Linked DNA regions of Danio rerio: region 2 is linked to region 1. The links are chromatin contacts, called in public Micro-C maps. All regions are on one chromosome and are shown on one strand. Each heading gives the region's core, a stretch centred on a gene start, on an enhancer-like site or on the middle of the called end of the contact. The rest is flanking DNA. Distances are from core to core; before and after follow the strand shown.

The links. A called contact is a pair of places that touch in the nucleus more often than the background predicts.
Region 2: a contact with region 1 is called in a Micro-C map of caudal fin, with 2.9 times the contacts expected there. The contact joins the promoter of noc4l here to the promoter of ehmt1b in region 1. A contact is called at or near these places in 2 of 18 Hi-C or Micro-C datasets (caudal fin and an unstated tissue).

What each region holds. Positions count from the first base shown.
Region 1 is chr21:16,093,314-16,100,320 of GRCz12tu, forward strand. ehmt1b (euchromatic histone-lysine N-methyltransferase 1b) reads right to left here and starts at 2,671. Exons shown (of 27, transcript NM_001172564.1): 1 at 2,611-2,671. The coding sequence starts at 2,631.
Region 2 is chr21:16,230,057-16,236,595 of GRCz12tu, forward strand. It overlaps noc4l (nucleolar complex associated 4 homolog), which reads right to left and starts at 1,906. Exons shown (of 15, transcript NM_001024397.1): 1 at 1,747-1,906; 2 at 1,523-1,643; 3 at 979-1,085. The coding sequence starts at 1,887. It overlaps pus1 (pseudouridine synthase 1), which reads right to left. Exons shown (of 6, transcript NM_001008603.2): 3 at 6,188-6,325; 4 at 5,650-5,752; 5 at 4,419-5,104; 6 at 2,454-2,586. The coding sequence ends at 2,554.

The DNA.
Region 1 (7,007 bases), core at 1,421-3,920:
CATTGCCATCATGCATGGTTGGACAAAACATTTATCATGGGAAAAAATGTGTAGCAGTCCCGCAAAGCACATAGTTAAGAATATGATTTACGACTAACAATTTGTGCTTAAAGCACTAGTAAAATAATTATTGTTCATTTTTATTACATTTAGACTTTAAATTGACAGACACCAAAAACTGTGGAGAAAATGTCTAATAATTAATGTTGTGGATGCTAATGTTTATCATTACAGTGATTTTTTTAAAGTCAGTTTTGGTGAGTGTGGGTCTTAAAATGCTCACTTTTGTTAACAACGCCTTTCATTGAAAATCTAATTGCTAAAGGACTAAAGATTACCATTTTCTCTTGGATGATTTGAGTTTCATAAGGTTTAACCAAAGACGTTTTCAAGTTTTTGTTTCACAATGAATGTTTTTCACCCACTTAGGGCATAGACAGGCATTTGGCCAAAGTCTGCCTACACAGAATACTTATACGAGACACAAAAACATTTTAAAACAAAGGTCAGCTTGAGTCAATCAATGGATCCAGTCATTAATGTAAGCGCAAATTCATGGAGTCTCAATGCTCAAGTCAATAAAAATGGAATTATGATGGATTAAAAGCAATATAGCAACATTCGTCAATAACTTCATTACAAAAGCTTGGTTTTTTAAACTCTTGGGAAAAAATACTTTACAAAAACAGTGACATCAGTGTTGGAGAAAGTTACATTTGAAAGTAATGCATTACAATACTGAGTTACTCCCCAAAAAGTAACTAGTTGCGTTACTTTGTATAGTAAGTAATGCATTACTGTACTTTTGAGTTACTTTCATACCTACCTGAGGTTTGATCTCTTTCAGAGCTTGCAGGGTTTTTTTTTTTAATAGAGGAGCGCTGCATTTAATAAACACTGTATAACCTACACCTTTATCACTTAAAAACTCTAATAAAAAAATTAGAATAATGGTACCTTCTGAGAACTTCATGACACTATACATGCCATATATGCAAATTAAATAAAGTTGAAAGCAATGTGCATCTTGTTCCGTAAAATCACTGTCCATTGAGACCATCTCCTTTTCTTCCATGTGTTCAAAACTATGAGGACAGAAATGTAAGGCTGTGTCATATTGGTTTCTGTCTCATTTTCTCATTGAGTGTACTTAGATGTGATTACACTCATTTTAATTTAAGTAATAAGTTACTTTACTCGTTACTTAAAAAACTAATTGCTAAGTAACTCGCGTTACTTGTAATGCATTACCCCCAACATTGAGTGACATACAGTCTTCCACCACACCATACTTTTCCTCATACCATCCAACAAAAATACTTGTAGACTCAATCACAAGGCTCCCCCTGTCGGTTAACATTTGCAGATTCACTCCAACAAATAAGCATGGTTGTGTGTTTGATTACCTTAAAGTTTTCCGTCTATTAAGAATTAGTTAAAATGCAAAACAAACATTTATGTCATAAATAAAACTGCAAGGCTTTTAAAATAATCTAATAATCTAATATACAGTCACAACATTTCTGAATGCCTATTCCTATGAGACTTCCTAAAGTGGCTACTCCTGTCAAAATGACACCCTATTTAAATATGTACAATACTTAATTAATAGTTTATATAATAATATGAAATTATTCATTAGATCAAATGTAAATCAACTAAGAATTAGATCCGCTAACGTGCCTCTGGACAAAAATAAATAAATCACAACTACAGAACTTGTGAAATATCATACACGATTAAATCAGATGCTTTATTTGCTTACTATATATATATATATATATATATATATATATATATATATATATATATATATATATATATATATATATGCACTATTTATAAAGCAAATTTACATTAAGAACTTTTCAGATTTCAAAATTACTACATAAAAGGGTCTCTTTTTATCCAAGGATATCACACTACACCTTTCCAGGAAAGCACACGTCAATAAAAATAATTTTACATACGTTTACATATATATGCATCATATAACTTCATTTTAACCCAATATCACTGATGTTGACAACTGCTTTAGCACCAAGTAGCCTTAGCCACAGCTTCCTGCACGAGCCACGCTGCAAACTACAGGTATCTCTTAAATATTCCCAAACACAAGAGTACAGCGGGCTCGGTGTTTGTCCGAGCAGCGAAGGGAATCATTTGTGGCTGATGTACAATAATATAATGTGCACTAGTGTTGTATTTACGATAACACCACAGCAGCATCTGAAGCCGGATAGAGCCCCGGAACCAGCATAACAATCACCTTGCCGTAAACTAGCAGCACAGTACGGATGTATTCAGGTTTCCAGGCAACAGCAGCCGCACTGCAAAAAATGAAGAGGCCGCCCCATTATTTGCCTTCACAAAGCTTCACTCGCACTTGCTCGCACAAAAGCACCGAGCTTTCGCATCGAAACAGACCGACAGGCGGGCTCTTTGAAAGACTCGTTACGGAAACCTGCCCGGGAGAGCCGCTGGAAGATCACCCGGCTGCTATAGGTGCCTCAAAAGGTCTATCAATCAGTAACTGTGTCAAATTGAGTAAAGCATAACGATAACACAGATGAGCAAAGTTAAAATGTGGAATCGCTGCTCTGCTCTTACCTCAGTTTTCATTGAAGCCATGGCTCCTCAGCCTGAGACCCCGCCCACTCACGCACACGTCACTGATTCATTTTTGTTCCGAGCTATGTGGAGTAGTGAATTCCCAGCTCATTTCCAAGAATCGGTTCTTTTGAACTGCTTCAAAGAATTAACAGCGATTCGTGTGTTACGCTTTGACGCCATCTACATGCAGACAATTGCTTACCATCAATGTTTTTTTTATTGCAAAAATAGGCAGATAGAAATGCAAACAGATTGAAGTACGGTACATGCAAAGCAAATGTTACTTTTTTTGCAACAAGTGAAATGTCACAATTTTATAAAGGAAAGACAATGAGAAAGAAAGGGGGCACATGAAAAAATAATACAAATTAATGCAGAATATTAAATAAAGCACATGCTTTATAAGTTTTAATTGCTTTCTTGTTATGAGACTCCGAGATTTACAAATAACGTGTAGTACAGACGTCTCTAATTGTATTATTACACTGTAAAAAATCCTGGTTGCCTTACATTTTTAAGCTGAATCAAAACAACATTATGAGTTCATTGAACTTATGTTAAACTGTCTTAAAACAGCTTGCATAACTTAAAATTAAAATTAAGTTAAAACATGATCAACTTAAATAAGTAAAATGAACTAAAACACATGCTGTCAGGACTAATTGCTCATATATTTTTTTACAGTGTAGCAATTTTGAAGTGTTAATACAAACTAAAATACATGATGTTAATTAAAATAAATAATATCCTATATTAAATTACAAACTCAATCATCTGTTCTTGATTTGGAATCAGACATGTCTGAAAATATGTTTTTAAGCCCATATAAAATCTGCACTTGCAAAAATTCGCAGATTCCGGCCATGGTGCAGATGCAATCTGAGCTGCATGCAATGCTTTTTAATGGGCTCACCTAACCCCACCCCTAACCCTACCCGTCACAGTGGCGTCACTAGCTCTATTGAGTGCATTGTGTCTGACAATGCATCGATGAGAGATGCAATCTCAGCTTGCAATATAAAGACTGCATCCACATACTATTACGCAGAAATTCCAGCCCATCATTCAATCTATTTATTTGGGCTACTGTAAATATATATGTTTCCACTTTTCATAATAAGATTAGTATTATGAATAATATTCAAATATTAAGAAAACTTTTGTATAATACTTTTTAGTAAATTAATATTTTCTGTCTTTCAGTGGATGTATTAGACGTATAAAAGAGACCTCTAGCTTTGTCAACCAAATAAGTGTTTCTAATTAGATTTTAATTGTGAACTTTACATAAAAGTTATTATATTTTTATGTGTTTTCAGGTCTTCCAATTTAAAAATCATTCAGCATGAATCCACAGATTTTATTTTATTTTTTTTACAAAACTCTGTGCAGAAATAGGAAAAGAGATTATATCTGGCCCTCAGTGGTTCATTGATTCATTGATTCAGTTTTGTGTCAAATTTTAAAGATGTGTTGACTCCACTGTTCAGACTCATTCAGGGTGTGTTGACGCTTGACAAATTTGGTTAAAATAAGCAGATCTGCTTTAAACACATGGTCATCTGCACGTGACATATTTCATTTGATAAGAATTAACATGTACTGTACATGAACACAACCCACTACACACAATATTGATTCAGAAGTTCAGTAAATTATGTCATAAAAGCTGCTTTAATTTTCTATAGGTTTAAGCTGCAGTCACTTTTCTCCCCATAGACTTCCATTTATAATCAGTCAGACCGAAAACGCAAGTTCGTGTGACAAGTTTCACAGTTCATTGCGTTGCAGTTCAAGCTTGGTGAACTCTGACATGTGAAATCGTATCATGTGCCTGTGTGAGACCAATCGAAGATCAAAACATGACCTCTCTTAACAGAAATTTAAAACATGGACTCCATCCCTTATCGCAGTGCTGTACAACAGAATTCCGCACACGCAAACTCTAGTAGGACCACAGCTTTAGTCTTTAAAGCATAAGTCTGACTCGATTCCTGGAGGGCCACAGCTCTGCACAGTTTTGCTCCAACCCTGAACAAACACAGCTGATCCAACTCATGAATCTTTTCAACACCACGATTTGTTGGATCAGCTGTGTTGGATCAGTTGGAGCAAAACTGTGCAGAGCTGCGGCCCTCCAGGAAGTGAGTTTGAGACTTGTGCTTTAAAGCATGAATTCTAAGCAAACCAGGACTAAATAGTATGGACCAAATTAATCAAGAGAGCCAAATTTTATATGTGAACATAACCTCAGTCTCATAAACCAATCTTTCAGGCCAGATTTATCAACAAATGGTTCAATGCTTATTTTTTAATTTGTACACTGCTCACCCTTGATAATTGTACATAAATAAATAATATTAGAATCATGTCTATAAAACCACTCTGAAACCAGCCATGAGCGCAGCCAAGACCACAAAATCGGCATATGCAGAAGAAATTTATTTCAGGCCACCCATAAACATTCTCCAAACCCATTTCTTCTCTTTCAGAGTGTGTGCCATCCATCCAGACTACACACCCAATGTCCATGTCCTCGTGTAACACAGTGATAATGATGGATTGGGATCAGTTTCTATGGCAACAGGAAAGAGGCAGCAGGCAGTTCTGGGGTGAAGCTGGTCTCCTTGATCTTTTACCCCTTATTTCCTTCTCATGCCATTCTGAAAAATGCTCCATGAGAATTACATCGAGCACCAGGACATCAACGCTGTTCTAAGTTTTATTCCTTATATTTACCTTATGTCAAAATAAAGAAGTACATTAAGTGCTACACAACAGACAGTTATCCTTATGTGTTTTTAGTTTTGGCTTCACTCTCAAGAATCATGCTAATTCATACTAGAAACATGCTAGCAGCATGACAATTCTTACCGGAAACATGTTAGCAATATGCTAATTAATACCACATTTCTGTTAACATGTGAATTCACAATAAAACATGCTAATCATACTAGCTACATGCTAATAACAATAATTCGTGTTAATGTGCCATCTATCTATCTATCTATCTATCTATCTATCTATCTATCTATCTATCTATCTATCTATCTATCTATCTATCTATCTATCTATCTATCTATCTATCTATCTATCTATCTATCTATCTATCTATCTATCCATCCATCCATCCATCCATGGTTGACCAGCTAAAACCAGCCAATCAACCTAGGCTGGTTTTAGCTGGATTTTTCAGCAGGGTATCTATCTATCTATTAGCCTAACACAGTGCTTAAAAAATTGCAATGTGCTAAGAATCATGCTGTTAAAACAAGTTCATTAAAACATCCCGGCTGAAAAAAAGGTATGTCTTGACGCTGGTATGCTGGTTTCAATGCTGGTCCAGGGGGGCTAATAATTCTGTCTTCAACATATTTCAATATGCTGATAAGATACAGTTGATGAGCTAATTCCTTATAGCAGTGTAGTAACCATTCATCCATCCATTCATCGCATAACTACATGCTAGCAACATGGTAAAGTGTGCTAAGAAGCATGCTGTTAAAACATATTAGTTCATTAAAACATATAAAACAGATTTAGCAATTAATGCTAAAATATGTTAGCAACAAGCAGTTAAAATGTGCTAATACTTGCTCTCAACCAGCGTGAAAATATATTAGCAGCATTAGAACGTGTTCTGTGTGATTTTCTCTTCATGTCACCAAATCATTGATTCTTAAGTGGGACATGGGTAAAAAAAAAAAGTTGTACTGATACAAATAAAACATTTTTATTTTATTTTACATACTTACCCAGCTAACATGAAACGCTCCCAGAATATTTAGTAACATTTCTTAAAAGTTGTGTAACATTAATAAAATTTTCTTTGGAACATTCTTTGTTACATTAATAGAAAAACAATCTTAGAGCAACATTTTTGAATGTCTTTAGTGTATTGCTTACTCAAATGTTCTAATAATATTGCTAAAAAAATAAATAAATCGATCTTACAATAACGTTCTTGAAAAGCTTCTAGGATGATACTTTTACCTGATAAATCCTGATGAAAGTTGGAGGATGATCCCTGATAGGTGCATTATCCTGCAGGAAGTAGCCATCAGAAGATGGGTACACTGTGGTCATAAAGGGATGGACATGGTCAGCAACAATACTCAGGTAGGCTGTGGCATTGACATGATACTCAGTTGTTAATTATGGGCCCAAAGTTTGCCAAGAAAATATATCCCACACCATTACACCACCCCCACCAGCCTGAGCCGTTGATATAAGGCATGATGGATCCATGCTTTCATGTTGTTGTCGAGATGGTTGAGCTTGAAAATCCCAGTAGATCATCAGTTTCTGAAATACTCATTCCAGCCCATCTGGCTCCAACAACTGTTCATGTTCAAAGTCACTGAAATCACCTTTCTTCCCCATTCTGATACTCA
Region 2 (6,539 bases), core at 656-3,155, 140 kb after region 1:
ACATATGGCAAAGAGACACTTCCTATTTGTGAGATATATATTTGTTTGTATGTGTGTGTGTGCGTGTGTGTGTGTGTGTGTGTGTGTGTGTGTGTCAAAAAACAAATTCTAATTACTTGAATAATGTGTCAAAACAAGCAAACCATCCATACTTTTCTTTAACAAGCTTTAAAAACTACAATGAACAAAATGTGCAAGTATTTCCAGGTCAGTGTTCTCACCAGATATGGTCTGTACATACATGGAGAACTTAAAATTGTTAATGTCAGGAACCATATTGTTCAATAGAATTGTGCCTTCTGGCATGCGCTTCAGGCTCCGCCAGTCAAAACCAGCAGACTGTCTCCCTTTCCCCAGAACTGTCTCCCTTTTGAACTGTGTCCCCCCACAGACTCTTTTGCCCCCTCATAACATATACTCTCCATAATCACTGCACTATTTAATATTTGCACATTTAAAAATTGCACATTCATCACACTACATTGCACTGATTCATTCAATTCATTTTGAATTGTATATACCCATTGTACATATACATTTGTAATTATGTTTATATCTATCTGCACACTTCTGATTATTAACAGCAACCTGTACATATATTTATCATTGTTCATCTCTGTTCATAGCTAATACAATATATAGTACATTCATCTGTAAATATTACCCACCGTTTTTCTATAACTGCACTTTATAACTTATACCTATATCATGCATTGCTGCTATTGCACTACTGGTTAGACCTAAAGATTGGGCAGCTTTACAGGAGCATTGGAAAATTGAGACCCGTTTAAAATGATTTAAGACCTACAAGTTAATATTTCTGCAAATTTTTAACTTTTTAAGGCCTAAATTTTAGTTTTTGATATTTAAGACATTTTAAGACCCCGCAAAGACATCCTGGAATTAGATCTACATATAAATACTGATAACAAGAACAATTGTCATCATGAATATAAAGAATACACACAATTTAGTCACCTTGACTTGGAAAGATTCATGGCTCACATTTTCCAGCATTAGTTCCACGCAGCTGTTGTAACGGTGTCTCATAAATATATGATATTTCTCTTCAGCACTGCGATCACCTGAAATTAAAATCAATCAATATTAATATTAATACCAATAATATGCGCCTACTATAATATATAGTTGTTATTGTTTTGTAAGAGTAAATTAGGTACACATGAATCATGGTTTACGGAGGAGACCACCCAAAGTGACATTCAGGGCGACAGTAATATCAAAACGCTGTTGATTACAGAAATACCAAAACAACTGTGTCATGATATAATAATGTATTATATTTATATTCATGTGAAACAATTAATGAACTTTGTTTTTAATGTTTTGTCTACATTATGTCATTTGCAACATTCATTTGATGAAGGACCAAAATCGTACATCTAATGCAGTGAGCTATATGTAATCTTTGCCCTTGGTAAACTGGTAATCGGTTCACTGGACAGTCAAATTAACTCAGTATACATCATCTGAGGTAAAACTAAAACGGGTATTTATTTACCTTGCGCGAGATCTTCTTCTTTGGGCAGTTCACCAACAAACAGATCTCCTCTCTCTATCAGCTCACAGAAGATCTTACTGCACGCGTTAGTGGCAAAAATGATTTCTTTTTCCTTTTCGGACTGCAATAAGAAACGCATGTTTATATAGAAAGTAACGTTAGAGTTAATTCAAAGAACTTTACAAAATGTGTTGAATTCCTCTGAGATTAAAAAAAGCACAGACCTGCAAATATTCAATAACGTCGAATATATCGTTGGCATGTTTTTTGTTTTGAAGTATAAGATCTGTTTTAGTATTTATAGCTTTCTTATATGAAACCTGGTTGTTATGTTCTTTCACGTTGCTGTCCCCGGACGGCGCCATGATGGTTTCACGTGTTTCTGGTGTGCGTTCATGTCAAAAGGTTATGTCGCCTCTAGTGGTCAGCTGCTGTTTTGCCATTGAAATGAATTAAGCTGCTAGAACCATAGACTGTGGTTAGAACGTGAGAAGAATTTTTTTAGAACGCCTCATTTTAATTTAAACGAATACGTTTGAAATTCTAACGGGGTATTTTTTTAAGAATAAACTAAGCCCATAAAATGTTTTTCTTCAGTGTAAATGATTATTGAGCAGACTCCTCTTCTGTTTTCGTGTGACACCTGTTCCTTTTTACAGCGCCCATGACGTTGGACCAATCAGAATTGTTTGTGGTTACATAGCAATGCATTTTTTTATTTAGTACAAATTTAGGGTCTAATTTCCATTTGTATATTGTAAAAACAACAACAACAACAACAACATACATACATGCATATATAATAAAATAAATAGATAAATACTTAAAGGTGACTACAGTAATTGATTTGGCTTCGTTGTCATCAAAAAGAACAAAACCTCTTAACATTACCAAACTGTTATCGTTGAACACAAAATTAAACAAAGGAGTCTTAATAAAAGCTTTTTTTATTTCAGAATTATAATAATGCAAACTTAGGAATTGAATTCTCACAAAAGTAAAACAAAAAAAGGAGAACCGTTTCCTTTGGTTTAGTCAGATGCATTTCCATCTTCGTCATCATCCTGAGGACAAAAAAAAGCAACTTATAAATAGTGAATAATTCATGATATATTGTACACATTAGGACAAAATATACTCTGGATCAATTAAGAATACTTCTCTTTTGTTTAAAATGATGAGATCAAGATTATTCCACAAGACATTAATCAAAAAGAAGTCTATTCAAAAACATTGACCAAACGTGACTGCATTCTAAAACTTAAGTTTGGTTAAATGAAGACTTGTTTCATTTCTGGATGAATGATTTTGACCAGATATCTAGATTCTAAAACAAATAATCCAAAAGTAATTTTAACAGTTACTTACCATCACCTAATGGCATACAGATTTAATGTACCATTTTCATTTGACGTTTCTACATCCTTTCAAAAAGTTATTTCTTAGCATGTTTTTAATCTCAAAATTTCAAGTTAATAGCTCACAATTTAGAATATTTTTCTTTGTGCTGTAACGTTATCACACAATTACAAGTAAATAGATCACCAATCTTATTTTCATGAAGTCAAAATGCAAGAAATAGAGTCGCAATTCTAAGAAAAATAGTGCAAGTATAAGAATTTTAGAAGTATAAAGAAATTGCAAGTTTAAGAATTTGCAAGTTTACGCAAGATAAAAACTTAGAATTAAAACTAAATCAGAATAGAGAAATGCAAATGACAATTCTAAAAAATTTCAAAAATATAAACTCAAAATCTGAAAAAAAAAAAAAAAAGTTATTGCAGATGTGCAAGATATGGGGCCCTATCATACACCCGACGCAATAAGGCGCAAGACGTGTTTTGCGTGATTTGTTGCTATTTTCAGATCAGTGCAACTGTAATTTTCACGTTTTGCACCACACTGTTTAAATCAGGGGTGTTCAACCCTGTTCCTGGAGATCGACCTTCCTAAAGAGTTCAGCTCAAACCCTGATCAAACACACCTGAATCAATTAATTAGGACCTGTACAGCACTTGATAATTACAGGCAGGTGTGTTTAATATGGGTTGCAACGGAAATCTGCAGGAAGGTCGATCTCCAGGAACAGGGTTGGTCACCCCTGGTTTAAATAGCAAATCAATTTGTGCCACTCTGTTATAATAATGTTATCATTATTAGCAGTATTATTTATTTTATGCATATTTATATTCGTTTTGATAAAAACAAGTTTTTATTTGTCCACTTGTCAGGTTTTGAAGATGTATGCGTATATGGAGGATATGAATAAGACGTGTGGTTGGATATAACTTGACCACACTTCATTATTATTGTTAATTTATTCGTTTGCTGGAAAATAGAACTGAATTTAGAAATCGTTTTGAAACAAAATGCACTTAAACAACGATATTAAATATGTAGGCTAATGGATGTCTTCAGTTAAGTGCATACAACACCGTTTCCTTAATCCACGAAAGTCAATGAGTAAAATAAAGAGTAAAAGTAAAGAGAAAGTTAAGAGGCTCAATGGAGGAGGCTCATTCTTTATCCTCACACAGATGGTCTGCCTAACTGTTTTCTCGCTAGTGAAGCATTCGGTTGTTTCACTTACAAAGTCCGCCATGTAAACAGCAATTGTGCCATAGCGTGACGCTACTGATGCAAGCATATTTTTCCACCCTTAAAATAGCAAAAGGGGATTCTGACACAGCTATAATGCTTTTGCACCATGCGCTTTAGACTTTGTGCCTAGATCGTTAAAAAAGAGCCCATAACTTACAACTGCCAGCAAAAAAAGTCAAAGTTGTCAGATTTAAAAACTTGAATTTGTCTTAAAAATAGTCAAAACTGCAAGGCAAAAAGTCAAAAAATTTATACTGCATAATAATATATACTACAACTGTGATAAAATACCCACTTTGCGGTCTTGATTTCCTGTGGCCGTCTCTTCGAAATCATGAATACACAGCGACGTCATCCAATTTACCATTGACTTCTCATTGAGCTCGGTGTCCACGATAGTAGGATATATGTGCTTTTCCTTAAAATCCGCAATGGCTTCTTCCTGCTCGGTCCATTCAAGAGTCTCGTGAATGCCATCTCCTCCGAAACGTTTGTTGTAGCCATCGAAATGCACCCGCTCCAGCACCAGCCCGAGCCCCGGAGCTTTGGGAACACCAACTTTCTCCTCTCCCCAGCTCTTCTCTATCACCCCTTCATCCACGTATCCTTTAACCACAGCGATCACGAGGCCGATCATCTTGCGGATCTGGTGCATCATAAAGCTCTGGCCTCGGACTGTGATGACGGCAAATTCAACGTCTTTCCTGATGAATGGCTCCCCGCAGGACATGTGGGTGATGTAGCGCATGGCACTGGGGTCCCGGTGGCCCTTCTGCGAGGTGAAATTGTGAAAGTTGTGGGTGCCTTTGTACAGGCCGAATAGCCGGTTGACCGTCTGAAGGGTGTCTGAGGTCAGACGGAAAGACGTGTCCTCCTGGTTATAGTCTTTCGGGGAGAAGGCCACAGTGGGCAGCATGTAGGAATAGGTGCGGGCGTAGCAGTTGTTTTTGGAATTGAAGCCACCGGTGACTCTTTTGCAACCTGGAAGTTTGAGAAGAGTTAAAAATATGACATGGAGATGTTGGTCAGCTTTTGTTTTTGCTAGCTAAAACAGTTAAAAAGAATGATCGCTGTAAAAAATGCAGGGTTCCACATAATTAATTCCTGTTGTCCCAACCCAAATCAATTTAGTTAAGATAATTGGTTGACAAATTTAATTGAACTGAACATAAAACAAAGGGTGACATGGTGACTCAGTGGTTAGTAATGTCGCCTCACAGGAGGAAGAAAATTTGATGCATTTCTAATATTAACACACTTTTAGATTCCCATTGTTGCGCATTTCTGCTGTGTGATTGGCTTTTAGATCACCGTAGAGTAAAAAGTGCAGAGCTTATCATTGTTATTGACATAAATTTTATCTTGATTTGATAAAATATTGTTAATCGGCCCAGCTCTACTACAAATAACTAAAAAGTACAAATTAAACTGAAAATTATCAAATAAAAACTACAAATATTCACGGAGTAATAGAATAACAATAAAGAAATGGCATTTTACAGTAAATATGCAAAAAGAATCTCAACCTAAAACTCTGATTTGCGGTGGCAGATGAGCATTGATTTTCTCCAGGATGTTCTCAATCATCCACACCTTCAGGGAAACAACTTGACCAACAGCAGAAACACCCTGTCAATGCAACGAGAGGACATGAGTTATTGTGGTATATCGTTTCGGTTAATATTTTAAAATTGATAAAATGTTAGTATTTATTTGCTAATTGCTTTTATTTTATTTTTTTTAAATACAATTCTTATATTTTTAATTTTATTATTTTAAAATGTCCAATTTTCAAAACATTTCTGAAAGTATAAAAAATATATATATATATAAAATAAAATATATATAATCAGCATCATTTTAGTAACATTGGGATACTATTATTTTTTTCATATTTTTTTTCAACCAATTTTTATTTTTGTTATATAAATTACATAATTACAGTAAAGTAAATGATAATGCAACTATTTTAACATATAGCTTATTTCAAGTAAAACAACTGTACGATAACGTTCACTAAAATAAATGGATTTAATATATTCTTTAAAAAATTAAAGTCTTCACCTTATCAGTTCGTGCACTCCTCTGGAAAGACATCTTCTTCATCTCTTCTGCATGGCCTTCAGGGATACATCTGGCTCCAACAAGAGCTGTAACCAGTTCATCCTCAATCGTTTTGAACTGTGAGTTTCTTGCATTTCTCTAAACGAAAAGGATTGCTATTATTAAAAGGGTGAAATATAAAAAGAGAATCGAGATTAACAATAAAAAATGTGTTCATTTGATATACAACAGCATATGTCCCTTTTTAAAAAAATCTGAGCAAAAAACAATATCATATAACCAACATTTTAACGACAAGACAAACCACTTCAAAGACATTCAGTGTAACAGCAGTTCATAAACCTGAATTTAG